Regions from separate parts of the Mus musculus genome. Here regions 1 and 3 are each linked to region 2. The links are chromatin contacts, called in public HiChIP or PLAC-seq and promoter capture Hi-C maps. All regions are on one chromosome and are shown on one strand. The core of a region is the stretch at or near the end of the contact, and the rest is flanking DNA. Distances in the headings are between cores, read along the strand shown. Region 1 has its middle 18 kb from the start of Ackr3. Region 2 overlaps Gm35048 (a long non-coding RNA gene). Region 3 holds the start of 4930434B07Rik (a long non-coding RNA gene).

What was found. Promoter capture Hi-C pulls out the DNA fragments that hold promoters and counts their contacts. HiChIP or PLAC-seq counts read pairs in DNA pulled down with a chosen protein or histone mark.
Region 1: a FOXA1 HiChIP or PLAC-seq map of pancreatic cancer cells shows a contact between it and region 2. The contact joins two enhancer-like sites. A contact is called at or near these places in 5 of 115 datasets of contacts at active chromatin or transcription factors (embryonic basal ganglia, embryonic stem cells, extraembryonic endoderm stem cells and 2 more).
Region 3: a contact with region 2 is called in a promoter capture Hi-C map of embryonic stem cells, with 2.4 times the contacts expected there. The contact joins the promoter of 4930434B07Rik here to the enhancer-like site in region 2. A contact is called at or near these places in 3 of 39 promoter capture datasets (embryonic stem cells and liver), 1 of 484 Hi-C or Micro-C datasets (muscle stem cells), 1 of 115 datasets of contacts at active chromatin or transcription factors (pancreatic cancer cells) and 1 of 9 other capture datasets (embryonic stem cells).

What each region holds. Positions count from the first base shown.
Region 1 is chr1:90,183,731-90,187,728 of GRCm38.p6, forward strand. No RefSeq gene overlaps it. Among named protein-coding and RNA genes, the nearest start is that of Ackr3, 18 kb to the right of the region's middle. Within about 2 kb of position 2,426, at least 9 of the 459 cell types and tissues checked have an H3K27ac peak or open chromatin away from gene starts, as enhancers often do. A contact at or near this core is called in pancreatic cancer cells, where this site is marked.
Region 2 is chr1:90,516,783-90,521,107 of GRCm38.p6, forward strand. Gm35048 (a long non-coding RNA gene) reads left to right here. Exons shown (of 3, transcript XR_878394.1): 2 at 1,359-1,942; 3 at 3,566-3,632. Among named protein-coding and RNA genes, the nearest start is that of Gm35048, 12 kb to the left of the region's middle. Within about 2 kb of position 2,844, at least 47 of the 459 cell types and tissues checked have an H3K27ac peak or open chromatin away from gene starts, as enhancers often do. A contact at or near this core is called in embryonic stem cells, muscle stem cells and pancreatic cancer cells, where this site is marked.
Region 3 is chr1:90,151,512-90,156,116 of GRCm38.p6, forward strand. It overlaps 4930434B07Rik (a long non-coding RNA gene), which reads left to right and starts at 1,981. Exons shown (of 4, transcript XR_878374.2): 1 at 1,981-2,227; 2 at 2,562-2,746; 3 at 2,884-3,122. Iqca (IQ motif containing with AAA domain) reads right to left here and starts at 1,925. Exons shown (of 19, transcript NM_001368722.1): 1 at 1,654-1,925. The coding sequence starts at 1,664.

The DNA of each region.
Region 1 (3,998 bases), core at 1,176-3,675, 330 kb before region 2:
TCTCTGCATGCTCATCATAGCCTCTCAGGTTTGGTCCTGCCGTCTGCCGTTCCTAATGAAGGCACGCAGTGACTTGCTTCTGCAGGTTCAGGGGGGTTTAAGAACTTTCTCCTGTGAATTCCTGGTTGATCAGTTGTGCTCAGAGGCCTCCCTGAGGGAGAACTGAAGGCTCTTCTCCCACAGAGCGCTGGTTTTGCTCCAGGCTGCCTCACACATGAAGAAATGCTTTAAAACAGACCTGTTTGGGTCCTCAATGGTGGTGTGAAACAAGCCCCTACACCCACAGTTTTGTTTCTTACTTGGAATTCTTAGAGATTGTTTTTCTCCTCATCAGAACCAATAGAGGTAGCCAGATTATCCTCTTATCTTCTCCTTCCTTCCTTCCTTCCTTCCTTCCTTCCTTCCTTCCTTCCTTCCTTCCTCCCTCCCTCCCTCCCTCCCTTCCTTCCTTCTGAATCTTCTCAGGGAAGGGACGGTGCTGTGCACTGTGGGATCTGTCTGATTAGACCCCTGAGCTTTCATGAACACACCAATCCCGAGAGATCCCGTTCTACTGGGAGGGGAGACAATAACGATGAGATGATAATGAGGAGACACAGCAGATGCCGGGAGGATTGCTCAAGGAGAGTTAGAGGGGGAGTTTTTCTGTGACAGCATGGATACTAAAACACACCAGCTCACAATTAGATTGTACAAAGTCCAGCCATGTGCACCTAAGAGGCCACCTTCCCACCAGGAAGGCAATTCTTCACAGCAGATTCGGAGCTTTAATGGAGTAGGTTTTGGTTGAAAGTTCATTTCATTAGGAATCTGAAGGTTCTATGCCCCAGTATAGGGGACTGCCAGAGCCAGGAAGCAGGAATGGGAGGGTTGGTGAGCAGGGTGGGGGGAAGGAGTAGGGGGCTTTCAGAGGGGAAATTAGGAAAGGGGATAACATTTGAAATGTAAATAAAGAAAATATCTAATTAAAAAATACAAAAAAGAGAAAAAGTTGAAAGTTTTCCATCATGGAAAAAGAAAGAGAGAAAGAAAGAAAGAAAGAAAGAAAGAAAGATAAGAAAACCTGAGAATAAAATTGAAAGAGACCTTGAGACATCAGTGAGAGATGGACTGAGTGACAGGAGTGGTCTGAATGGATGTAGAAGATATCCAGAGTGTCACCAGCCACTTACATGACATAGAGGTAATACTGTACCCCATAACACATTCACCAGGACAAACAGATGTTGCCTCGTCTCTTTTTATCATAATAAGTACCCCACACACACAAAAAAAATCTAGGTTTTAATGTATACTTTCTTACATTTTAAATTGTAGCCATTTTCATACTAATTTTGATTTGTCCCATGTTGTTTATTACTCTAAATGTTTACATATTCCTTCCTTCCTTTGTAATTCTCAAAGGCAGTTTTGCTTTTCATAGGAATTCTGGAAGAGAACAATGAAATTGCCTAAGAATCTAAAAGAAAAGTTATCTCCCTTTATTAAACTTTTTCTTTATTGAGAGGGTTTCACGTGTAGCTCAGGCTAGCCCTGCACTCCTTGTTCTCCTACTTCCACTTCCCAAACACTGGGGTTTACAAGCGAGCCCTTAAGGCTGTGCTTAAGAGCGTTAGTATTTTGTTCCATTTTAGAAGAAAGCAGAGGCCACCATCATGTGCCAAGAGCAGGCTACGTGATGGTATATCTTACATGAGATGTGTATGTTGGAATTCCCTTGAGGAATAGGACCCGTGAATGGCAGTAGAGTGCCAAGGGACATGTTTACTTTGACTCACACAGTGTGGACTGGGCAGTCCAAGAGTGGCTGCATGCAGGAGAGGCAGAGAAGTCCTGAATTGCTCACTCCACAAAGGTGAACCTCAAGAGCCCCAATCTGGCACTGGAGACCTGCAGAGCTCCTGGAGAGTCATCATCAGTCCATGTTGGAAGGTATTAAAAAGCTGTGCTCCAGTGTCCCCGGTGTCCCTGAGGATGGCGACAGCAGCTCCAGCAGTGACACACTCTGCAAGAAGCTAAAGTGAGCTAACAGCACTGTCCCCACCTCAGACCTCTCTATCTGAGCCATTGCTGAAAGGCGCCACCCACCCTGGAGGACACTTCTCTCATTTTTGTTCACCCTTCCTGGAAAAACATGCACAGACCCATCCAGAGCTATATCTTTGAGGTGATTCTACATCTAACCAAACTGCAGTCAGGATTAACCATCCTGGGATTATCTATCCTCCTCCTTTAGCTCCAGTGTTGGCTCTTTTCTCAACCACCCACCTACCCTTCCAGCTTTGGGACTGGGAACAAGATGGGAACAAATCCACTCTGGCTGGAGTGAGGTTGCAGGCATACCCCTCATCTTTCAGTAGTACCAGTAGAGTCACATCTTGACTAGCCATGTTGCCTGCAGAGCTGGAAGGATGACTCTAGGTGTTCCTCATTGGCACAGCTAGCCTTCTGGAGTCCATAACTATCAGCTAGCTATAGCTGGTGGCCCAAGTCAGCCTATGAGGCAACCTCACCTACATAGTAGCACTTGGGAGTGTGTTGGCAGGGTCCATCACAGGGAAGCAGACACGCAGAGCCTATGGTGTGGTGGAGGATGCTCGTCTCCTCCCCCATTGCCACTGTGTGTGAAAGAGCAGGAACAGGATACAGCTGGGCCGGGAGGCTTGTGCCAAGTCCATGATTCATCTAGAAGGGGATGGGCCGTGTCTGGTGTGACACCCTATGGCTCTGGTAGGTAGAAAATGTGGTGAAGCCAGGTGTACCTTTAAGAAGAGTGCCACAGATGTGTGTGAGACCTGTCTAGGGGACAGATGAATGAGCACTGCCCACAGACCATAATTTTCTTCATGAGACTGCGTCTGCAGGTTGTGGCAGGCAGAGGGTGTCTGTCTTCAGCCATGGAACCGTTGATCTGTTCAGATGCCCATCAGCTCATCTGAGACAAACTCTGGATTGAAAGTTAGGGAGCTCCCAGTTCTACTGACACCAACCACATTGCCATAGGGTGGAATCCGGTTCTGGCTTTGCTCTGTTCCCGTGGTCATGAGAAAGTCTGTCTCTGGCCAGTCTATGCAGTGATGGTGAAGAGGGAGCAAAGCTGGTGGCGTCCTTTCTGCCTTGGGCTGTGCCTGGACCCAGTGAACCCTGCTGCCAGAATAAGGATAGATTTCTTGCTCCGTGCACTAGCCAGGCTGGGTACTTTTCCAGAGCTGGGGTGAAGGAATCCTCTCAGTTTCCAGGGATTCTGTTACAACTGGAGAACCAACATGTGCAAAACAAAACCAACCAAACAAACCAACCACCACCAACCAACCAACCAACCGTGTATGTGCCTGACAGCTGTGAACTTAGCTGTCCTTCCTTAGATGCCATCTGTCTTGTCATTGTGTGATGATAACGTCTTTCATCGGCCTGGAGCTTGGCCATTAGGTAAGGCTGGATGGCCAGTGAGCTCTAAGAACCTATCTGTCCCGGCCTTGCCAGCTCTAGGAACACAAGAGCACAGTACCCCACCCAGCCTTATGTGAGTTCAGTGGAAGAACCCTGATCCTTATGCTTTCGAGGCAGGCACTTTACCGACCAAGCTATTATCCCAGCCTGAGCCAACAGCTCTCTTCAATTCTGGGCAGGATAAGCAGGTGGATCTGAGTCTTCCCAAGATGGTCAGAGGTTGACTTAACCCTAAGCTCAGGCTAGGCTGCAGACAGGGCGTGCAGTATTTTGAACTTGGGGTTCTTCATCTGTGAAACAAGGACATTTAACAGCCTCTTCAGGGATGTTGCCAGGGCTCCGGAATAGACTCTTGTTTCAAGTGTATGGCTGTCCTTCTTTTCATTGATAATGAAGCTGTTCACTATGTCATGTACCATTGTGCAGAGATGTCCTGCTGGGCAGAGGCAGGAATGGCTTACACCTCTCCACGAGGCACCTGGGGAGAGGCCACCTGTGGGGAGCCGCCCTCACATTCAACGTTGCAAGATGGCGCTGACATCCTGTGT
Region 2 (4,325 bases), core at 1,594-4,093:
CAGAGATGGGAGAGCAGAGAACCACCGAGAACAAGATAGGCAGGAGCATCCATCACAGGGCACGAGAGTGATCAGAGGCACAAGGCAACAAAAATTGGATGGATCATGTTGCTTTTTATTGATGGGTGCTAAGCACACAGAAATATATATTTATAAATATATATTATATATTTCTATGCATATATGTATATGCATAGAAATATATAATAATAGTCATAGAGTGTTTGATGAACACCAATAGACTGAGCATGCTCAAATATCAGTATTGAAACCCAAGAAACAAGATTCACAGAGCCCTGCTTTAGTCTGTCCCAGCACTTCCCCCACAGTCCAGAACATCTTATAACACTGACAAGAATTTCAGAATTTTTTTAGAGAAAACTTTTTTTTAAAAAAGTTATTTATTTTTAAATTGAGTGAATGGCTTTCACTACTTCTTTTGTTCAATACCACATTTGTGGTGTAGCTTATGTACTGCTAGGTACTATAACCAACTGTTATGTTTGCTTTCTCCATGTTAAGATCCGGGGTCAGTGAGATGGCTCAGCAGGTAAAGGTGCTTGCTGCCAAATGTGACAATCTGAGTTCAATCCCCAGGACCTACCCACATGATAGAAGGAGAGAACCAATCCTTGAATGTTGCCCTCTGGCCTCTTCATGTATGCCATGGTGCAGAGAAAGAAGGAGAGTGAGAGAGAATACAAAGTCAATAAAATATGGAAATATGGAAAAGTTTCACTCAATGGTAGTATACTTGCCTAGATAATACAAGGCCTGGACTGCACCCCCCACACACACACACACCCCTGAAATCAAATCAGGAATTCTGTGGAATGCTGTTACATCTGTTTGACTCAGTGACATGTTTGAAAGGACTGCCCTTCCCACACTGTTGGGCAGTGTGCCAGTCTTCACAAGTGGGAAAGCATGTGCTCAGGTGGGTTCTGAACTGGCCTGCCCACAGCACGCAAGCCCTTTTCCTTAGTGTGGATTCTTAATGGGCCATGATAGATAGTCGTGCACGAGGTTCAGCCCGCTTCCTCTGCACTGAGGTAGCCATGTTTTCCTTGACCTTTGGGATTTCAACTTTCAGAAGCAGCTTGTCAAACACTGCAAACACACTGTCAGGTTTCGATGAGGGTTCCTTTGAGTCTGTAGATCTCCCTGAGCAGCACTGCCATCCTGGCAGGATTGGGTTTTCTATCAAAAACACCACCGTGTCATCTCTCATCTTAGGTATAACTGAAATCTTAAAACAAAGATCTGATTTCTTGTAGCACATAGACATGCCTGCCCAAGCCCATTTATCATAGTGAAAAAGATTGTAACGTCCATTATTTTGGGTATTTCTCATTCAGAAGAGGAGATGCGTGCTCCAGAACTCCCACTGGCTATTAGCTGTGGTTGCCATGGCTGCCGCTGATATCATCACCATTGACAAGGACGTCACATCATCGTTATGGCTTCCACTCTGTTGCTGTTTGGATTTTCTTCATCCAGATGATGGGGTTTGTGATCTCCTCCGAAGACTTTTGAAGAATAGGGTAAGGGAAGTTTGTGAGCAATGTTCATCAATTAGGACCCCATCAAGGAAGTGCAGGGTCACTCTCATCTCTCACATCCCAGACTCCTTTCGGGAAAACAAGCAAGAATGATTTGGATAGAGATGTGAAGATAGAGATATGGAAAAGTGCTCATCCCCAGGACAACACCCCTCCTAAGCCCCCATCGCTTCACTGTCCCCAGGACACACAACTCTGCCATTAACCTCATGTGCGGATGAAGAAAACAGAGCCCAGGGTTGTGAATCCTAGCCCCAAGTAGACTCATCTCTCTGCCACTTGGGCATGCTTTAAATCTTCACATTCAAACTGCCACTTTGCACGTTGTGGAAACCATCCCAGCAGCCCTGGGCCTGTGGGGAAAGGCTCTGGCCACAGAGGTAAGAGGGCTTCCTCTGGCTTGCAGTTTGCTCTGCTTCCACCTGGCTCCCTGCTGTAAGCCAATCAGCTAGCCTCTAAACTCAGCTCCCAGGGTGCTCTTCAGACGCACAAATTCCAGCAGTAAATAGCAAAACTGTTAGACCAGATTAAATTTGCCAAAGTGACTTCGGCCTAGCTGAGAAAAATGGACCCCCCTTGAAATGATGCTTTGTCAGCCAAGAGTAACAAAAGCCTGGCTAGAAACCCTTTTGGTTAATTATTCAACAAGCTGAACACATGCTAGGGGGACTTGGCTGAGGCCTTGCGCCCACAGAGGGTGGAGGAGATGTGAACCCCGTTTAATTTATTTTTCATTCCTGTCCTCTGCCTTTCTTTGCTAACAAAATGGTCCCGCGGGGGGAATTCCCTGGTTTTGACATTGGGAATCTGCGGGACCTGCCTGGAAGGTGACTAATGGTGAGCCGAAGAGTGTGGTCAGAGAGAGGAAAGGGAGTGGGACAGAAGGGAGATAAAGGAGGAATTATGGGAATGGGGATGAAGGGGAGGGGCCGCAAACATGGGAGGCAACCTCGTCTTCGCTTCCACTGCGTTTTTCTTGCCACAGGAAAAGGCAAGTGTGTGCTGTAAAAGACTTCTTGTTTTGGGGAGGAATTGATTCTTTGAAGAACAAAACCGCCGGTGCGACACTGGCTGAGGGTGACACACCCACTCTGTTTTTCTAGAAGGTTCTATGGCATCCCAGGAGGAATGCAAACACACCCAAACAAACATACCCACACCCTCTTCTATTTTACCCTTTGTATCTATCTTTGCTTTTGAAGAAGCCTGGTAAGTATGTCTCTTTATTCTGGAGAAAAGTGTCTGGTGGGAGATTTCTTTGCCGCTTTCTATGGACACCTGGGCCACACCCCTTAGGCCTCCTCTGTCAGCATCTGCTGGTTTAGCACTGCTCTGGGCTTTGTGTTTAGAGTGGTTCAGGCTTGGCCTTTGTGTAATCTCCACCCCCCCACCCCCACCCCAGCCCTCAGGCAGAAAGCCCATCTCACACTGGGGGTGGGGGCTGGGGGTGGGAGTTCCAGGCAGGCCACTGCTTGCTCTGCACACACCTTTATGTTCTCTCTCTCTCCTTTCCCCCTCCTCACCTCCCTCCCTCCCTCCTTCCCTCCCTCCCTCCCTCTTCTCTCTCTATCTCTTTCCAAGACTTCTTCCAAGTCTTTCTTGTGAAGAAATGCTTCTTCAGTCTGAATTTAAGGCATTTTACGACACAGTGGGCCTTTCTCCTAAATGTTACAGCATTGACTTGTCAGGAGCAGGGCAGGCCCACACACCCCTTGCTCTCTGTTAATCCTCACCCATATGGCATTAATTTAGCACTTTCACGAATCCCCGTTCTACCTCCTTCCACCAGCACTTAACAACATCCCAGTTAGCCCTCCATTCACTTACCACATCTATCCACTGGTAATGTATCCGTCCAGGCTCTTGAATACAAAGTCTGTCAATACTGAGGGATGAGAGTAGGGGTCCTGGGTTCCGAATGCTGTAGGCCTGGCCTGGTATGGTGTAAACTTCATCTCCTGGGGAGGGGAGTGAGAGGCTTAACTGGCTTTCTCTGTGCACAGGCTACCTGACCACTAGGATGAAAGAAGCCACAGGAGCAGCTGCAAAGAACACTCCTCCATCTTAGAGACAAGACAACCAAAGCTAGACAACACACCCTCGCTGTTTATTTCCATCATGGTCCCTACGGAAAGCAGGAGTGGAGGCTGATGAGAGAAAAGATGACTTTCTGTAGTTCGAGGAAGGTGAGAAGTGAGAATTCCCCACCTCCACCCCGGTAAGCTTGCCACTCCCGTGGAAAAGTTTTGCTGGGTCTCTGATCCTGTCCTAGTGGGGGAAGCAGTGTCCTGCTGCAACTCTCTCTCTCTGGAATGAAGTTTAAGAATACCTCAGTAGGCTGGGCGGGAGACCCCATGCACAAGTGGCAGTGCCGGGTCAGGACAGAGCAGGGGCCATCCACAGTGATGGGTCCCAAGAAGACTGACAAGTAAGAAGTGCTCTCATCTCCATACTGCTGAGGCTGCAGAGCTGAGAGGCTAGGTCACTCAATGGACACCGAGTGGCCAGCAGCCTGGCATTCCCCTGCTGTCTCCGCCCCAGACACAGAAATGATACACTTTTCCAAACGCCTGTGTCAAAAGCATCTCATCCTAAAGGGTCCCAAGGATCCTGGGAATACAGAAGCAGACTCTGGGCTGTAAGGAGGCCAAACCTGCTTCGGTGCTCAATTGCTCTGGGCCTTGAGTGGCCCCAAGGCTCTTCCACATAAGAAGCCTGAGTTCCCCAGCCAGAAACTGGTGTTCTATGACCCTGGGCAGTAGC
Region 3 (4,605 bases), core at 731-3,230, 370 kb before region 2:
CTCTTCTCATTCCTAGCTGTGAGTTCTATGTCCTCAGTGGCTGACATTACTTCCCTCTGTGTTCTCTTTCCTATTCCCTTCTCTCAGAACACTCTATTTTGCCTTTCCTCCAGATGTTTGGCTATACTCAGTTTTGTTAAATAAAACTGATACCCAACACTGTCTGCTGGCCCAAGTGCTCCCAATGGCTCCCATTATCAAGGGTGGCACGCGTTTCCTCCTGGCCTCCTCCTCCTCCCTCACCACTGGGTATTTTTGTTTCTTTGTTTGTTTTTTGTTTTGTTTTGTTTTGTTTTTTAGATTTATTTATTTTGTATGTGTGAGTACACTGGTAAACTGTAGCTGTCTTCAGACACACCAGAAGAGGGCATCGGGTCCCATTACAGAGGGTTGTGAGCCACCAAGCAGTGGCTGGGAATTGAACTCAGGACCTCTGGAAGAACAGACAATGCTCTTAACAGCTGAGCCATTTCTCCAGCTCTGTAAGCTGAGTTTTTCCATTCAAAACTCCCTGCCTCCCCTGTCCTCCGTCACAGCGACCGCCTCATCCCTTTCTGCTGTGGGAAACTCTCAGGCCTTCACTGCACCGGCTCCCCTCTCCCATGTCCAGAATGATCTTTCTGGCCCATCACTCCACGGTCAGTTACGAGCAGAGACCTTAGGCTGCTAATGTGGCTTCCAGTCTTGCCTCTTCATAGACTCATGCCAGGATCACTGGGTAGAGCCTGCTCTCTCTCTCTCTCTCTCTCTCTCTCTCTCTCTCTTTCTCTCTCTCTCTCTCTCCACCATTTTCCCATGGAGGAAGGGGTTTTGGATCCTTTGCCGTGCTAGCTCTTCTTCCCGCTGATCCGGGCTCGCCCTCTTACCTACACTTATTCTGTGTCTCCTATGGACCATCCTGGGTCCACACTGTCAAGTTCCTACTTCATCTCTATGAAGCTAAGAGCTGATATTCAACAGCCTTCCTTCGAGTTCCACAGGCTGCATGCATGCAGTCTGCTTTCCTGGTCTCCCCACACCCCACTCCTCACTTCCAGGCTTAGGTTTCCTGAAAGTCAGTATTGGGAGGCTGGGGGTAGGCTGGAGCTGGAGCTGGAGCTGTGGTATACAGCTGTTACACATTGACGCTGTGAGCCACTGCCCCATGAGGATGTCTCTTCAACAAGATGGAAACAGCACGCAGAGCTACAGCTTTACAGGATGGCTGTGGCCATGGCTGGGCCCTGAAACTTACTCCAGTCAAGCCATACCGTGTGCTCCCAATGTGAAGTAAGTGCAGAGCCAGGTACACAGGGTGGGGACAGACACACACAGGGCAACAGCCTCGGGGTTGGGCTGGGAAATAGGGTATTGCTGCTTCCCCCAGATCTTTCTGGAGCTCGATCTAGGGACTGGTGTTTCCACAAGCAACCCCTTCATGACTAATAGAAAAGCCACCTCGGTCACCCATGACATGTGATGAAGGCCTGGAGGTCCTCCCCTGGGGAAGGAGGGAAACAGTCTAGTGTTCCTTGCTGAGACAGGGAGAGTCATTTCTGAGGCACATTGAACTTGATAAAAGATAAAAAGGAGGAGGGAGGAGGGAGGGGGAAAGGCAGAAGCCACCCTGCCCAGGCGACCCCCCCACTAAGGCAATAGTAACCCACCACTTACAGGTTCGACATGGTTGGCCTCTTTCTGTCTTTCCTTCACCCACAGGAAAGCTTTTCCTTGGCCTCTAAAGGCTGGCCTACTGCCGAAGTTGGGGGAACTCCCCCTAGAGGTTTTCAGAGGTTGGGGATTCCTCTGGAGGGAGGAACAGGGACTGAGGACAGCCTGTCTCTTAGGGCAGGGAGAGGCTTGGCAGGGTTGGTGACCTGTGGCCACCCTCCTGGAGAGCAGGCTCTGACTGGGATTCCCTCGCTCCGGTTGCTGCCTCGGGCTCTGGAACCCCACTTCTCCCACTAGAGCGTCTTCAGGTGGCCCCTAGCAACAGGAACTCTACATCTGAGCAGTGCCTGCTTATGTTTCCGTTTCCGTGGCAACTGCAAGGCAGGGCGCGAGGAGCTAGGGGCGAGGCAAGTTCTGCAGCTGACCGGGTGGGAGGAGCTACGTCCGGCTCTCCAGGTCCTGCTTTGTCTCTGTCTGGAGTCTCTGACATCTTCCCATCTTCAGAGTGGGTGCAGAAGTTGCGCACTTTGGCAAGCGCAGAGGCCGGCACTCCATAAAAGAGAAGTGCCCTGTTTATGTGAGCCGTCAGCGACCCGCAAAAAGGCTTTTCTTAGTTTTCATTCTTAGTTAACGTTAAAATTTAGTGGCAAACTTTACAAAGAATCTGCAGTTCCTTTAGGGGCATGCCCTGAATCGCACAATAGAGAGACAGGATTCGGGGAGGGAGGAAAATGTGGGGGGAAAGTGGAGAAGAGGGAGAGGGGAAAGAGGAGAGCCAACGCAGGAAGCAACAGACCCAAACCACAGACCATTATCGAGGGAGGGAACAAAGGAGGTACGAACCTCTCCCCAACCCTGTAGCAGTATGAACCTCCATCTAGAGGCTGCAATGGAGTCCTGATTTATGCTAGGCCCAGTTCCCCAAGTCTTTGTGGAGAAAGCAGCCAGCCAGACAACACACCAAGGGTCCCAGGGATGTTTTTTTGATGAAAGGGTTCAACAGAGAAAGGAATTGGGAAAAGCTGAGAAAGGCCAGGCACAACTCAGCATGTCCTGACTTCGAGGAGCCGGAATCAGCCATAGTGACTGTGGCTGGGTAAGATGGAGACTCATGGGCTGCTCAAAAGGGTTAGCTGGTGTTCCTGGGGGGCGGGGGAGGAGGAGCTTCTAGGGCTCTGGAGATTGGTTAATTCCTTGGGGGAGAAATATGCGGGCCTGACTTTTGATCCCTAGCACCCATGGGGAAAAGCCAGGTTCTGTGGCACACATCTTTGAAGCCTGTGCAGACAAGACGATCCCTGGTGTGCACTGCTAGCCGATCTAGTCTGTTCTGTGAGCTCCAGGCTCAGGAAGAGACTCCATCTGAAAAAATAAATGAGGTGAAGAGCAGTCCAGGAAGAAACCTGATGTTGATTCTGGCCTTTATCTATGTGCCCGCCCACAATTCATGGAAATACAAAGAGACATCTAAGGTGGGATGGGGGAAATAGAGAGAAGGAGGGAGAGAGAAGGAGGGAGGGAGGGAGGGAGGGAGGGAGGGAGGGAGGGAGGGAGGGAGGGAGGGAGGGAGAGAGAGTTTTCTTGCTATGTTCTGGGAGAACCAAGAGATGGCAAGACAACACCAGGAGCCATGCTGGCTGTCAGCAACAAGTGCTTTCAGTGCCAAATACAAAGTGCAAAGCTCTCGAGGGGAGAGTGGGAGCCACTTAGTGCTCAAATAGGAAAACCATCAGGACCTTAACTAGCGTGTTAAATGTCAAGAGAGAACTCAGGACCCCACAGCTTGACCATAAGAGCTTTCATAAATTACCTTGATCTACTTGCATTCCCAGGCGGAGGTAGAAGGAATAACTCAGTCAGCGCTCAGCTGGGAGAGGGCAGTGCCAGCTGCTGTATGAAGTCAATGCAAGTCACACACACACACAAGCTCATCAAAACAAAGTGCTTGACCACGGTGCTCAGATAGCAAATAGTGCACGCAGCTCCGAGTTTGACGCTAGGGTGTCAGGCACAGTGTTGTGACGTTGGCCACCACCTCACTGGACAGTTATGTAAGGTGGAACTGAGAGCCGGGGGTGTAAGCAACTAGTTTCAAGGCCACACTCAAATAGACACTGGAGTTGATGTGTATCACTAGCTGTTTGGTCTTCGAAGACCACCTGGAGTTTCCCACCTTGTAAAGATGGGAACCGCTTCACCTTTCCTGGTGGTGCCTTTGAGAAGTCAAATGATTATGGGTCAGGCCCTAAGTAGCCCTGACGAGGGGACAAACAGCTGAAGGTCTCAATCTCAGTGTGGGTACCAACACTTGTCTTGGTTAAAGTTTTGGGTTTCTGTGAGACCAAAACAGTGGGTCCTCAGCTATTCATCCATCAGGGACACCCAGCACTGCTCCCTGAGGGGACAATGCAGAAAGCCCACTGCATCCACTGCCTTTAGTGATTCGCACAGCCTCAGCATTCAGTTGCCAAGCTCCTTGTCAAGGGTGCTTTACTTCTTGCTCTCTTTGGAGCAAATAGACACTTACACTGCCATCTGAAAAGCCAGATAGGGCAGCAGACAGAGACACTTTGCTGGAGTTAGTAGCCTTCATGGAGTTTGGGAAAGAGTGACCATGGGGTGGGGGTGGCTATAGGCCGTCACCACAGAAGGACACTTTCTTGAAAGTGAACAGGCTCAGATGCCTGTGGAGGTCCACTTGAGCTATGCTTGCATCTAATGCTTAAAGGTCATCTGTGAAGGCGCATCAAGCTCAAAGCAGGACCCAGGCATCCCTGGAAGTCTAGAAGTGGTGGTGTCCCTGGGGGGATTAACCCCCTTTTTGGATCAAGGTTACCTGGTTGTCTTCTCCTCAGGGCTGTCTATCAAGCCCAGGAAGTCACTGTCCTCTTGTGTTTGGTGTTTGTCCCTTGGATACCTGGTGCAGGGTTTTCTGCCTTGATATTGCTTGTTATT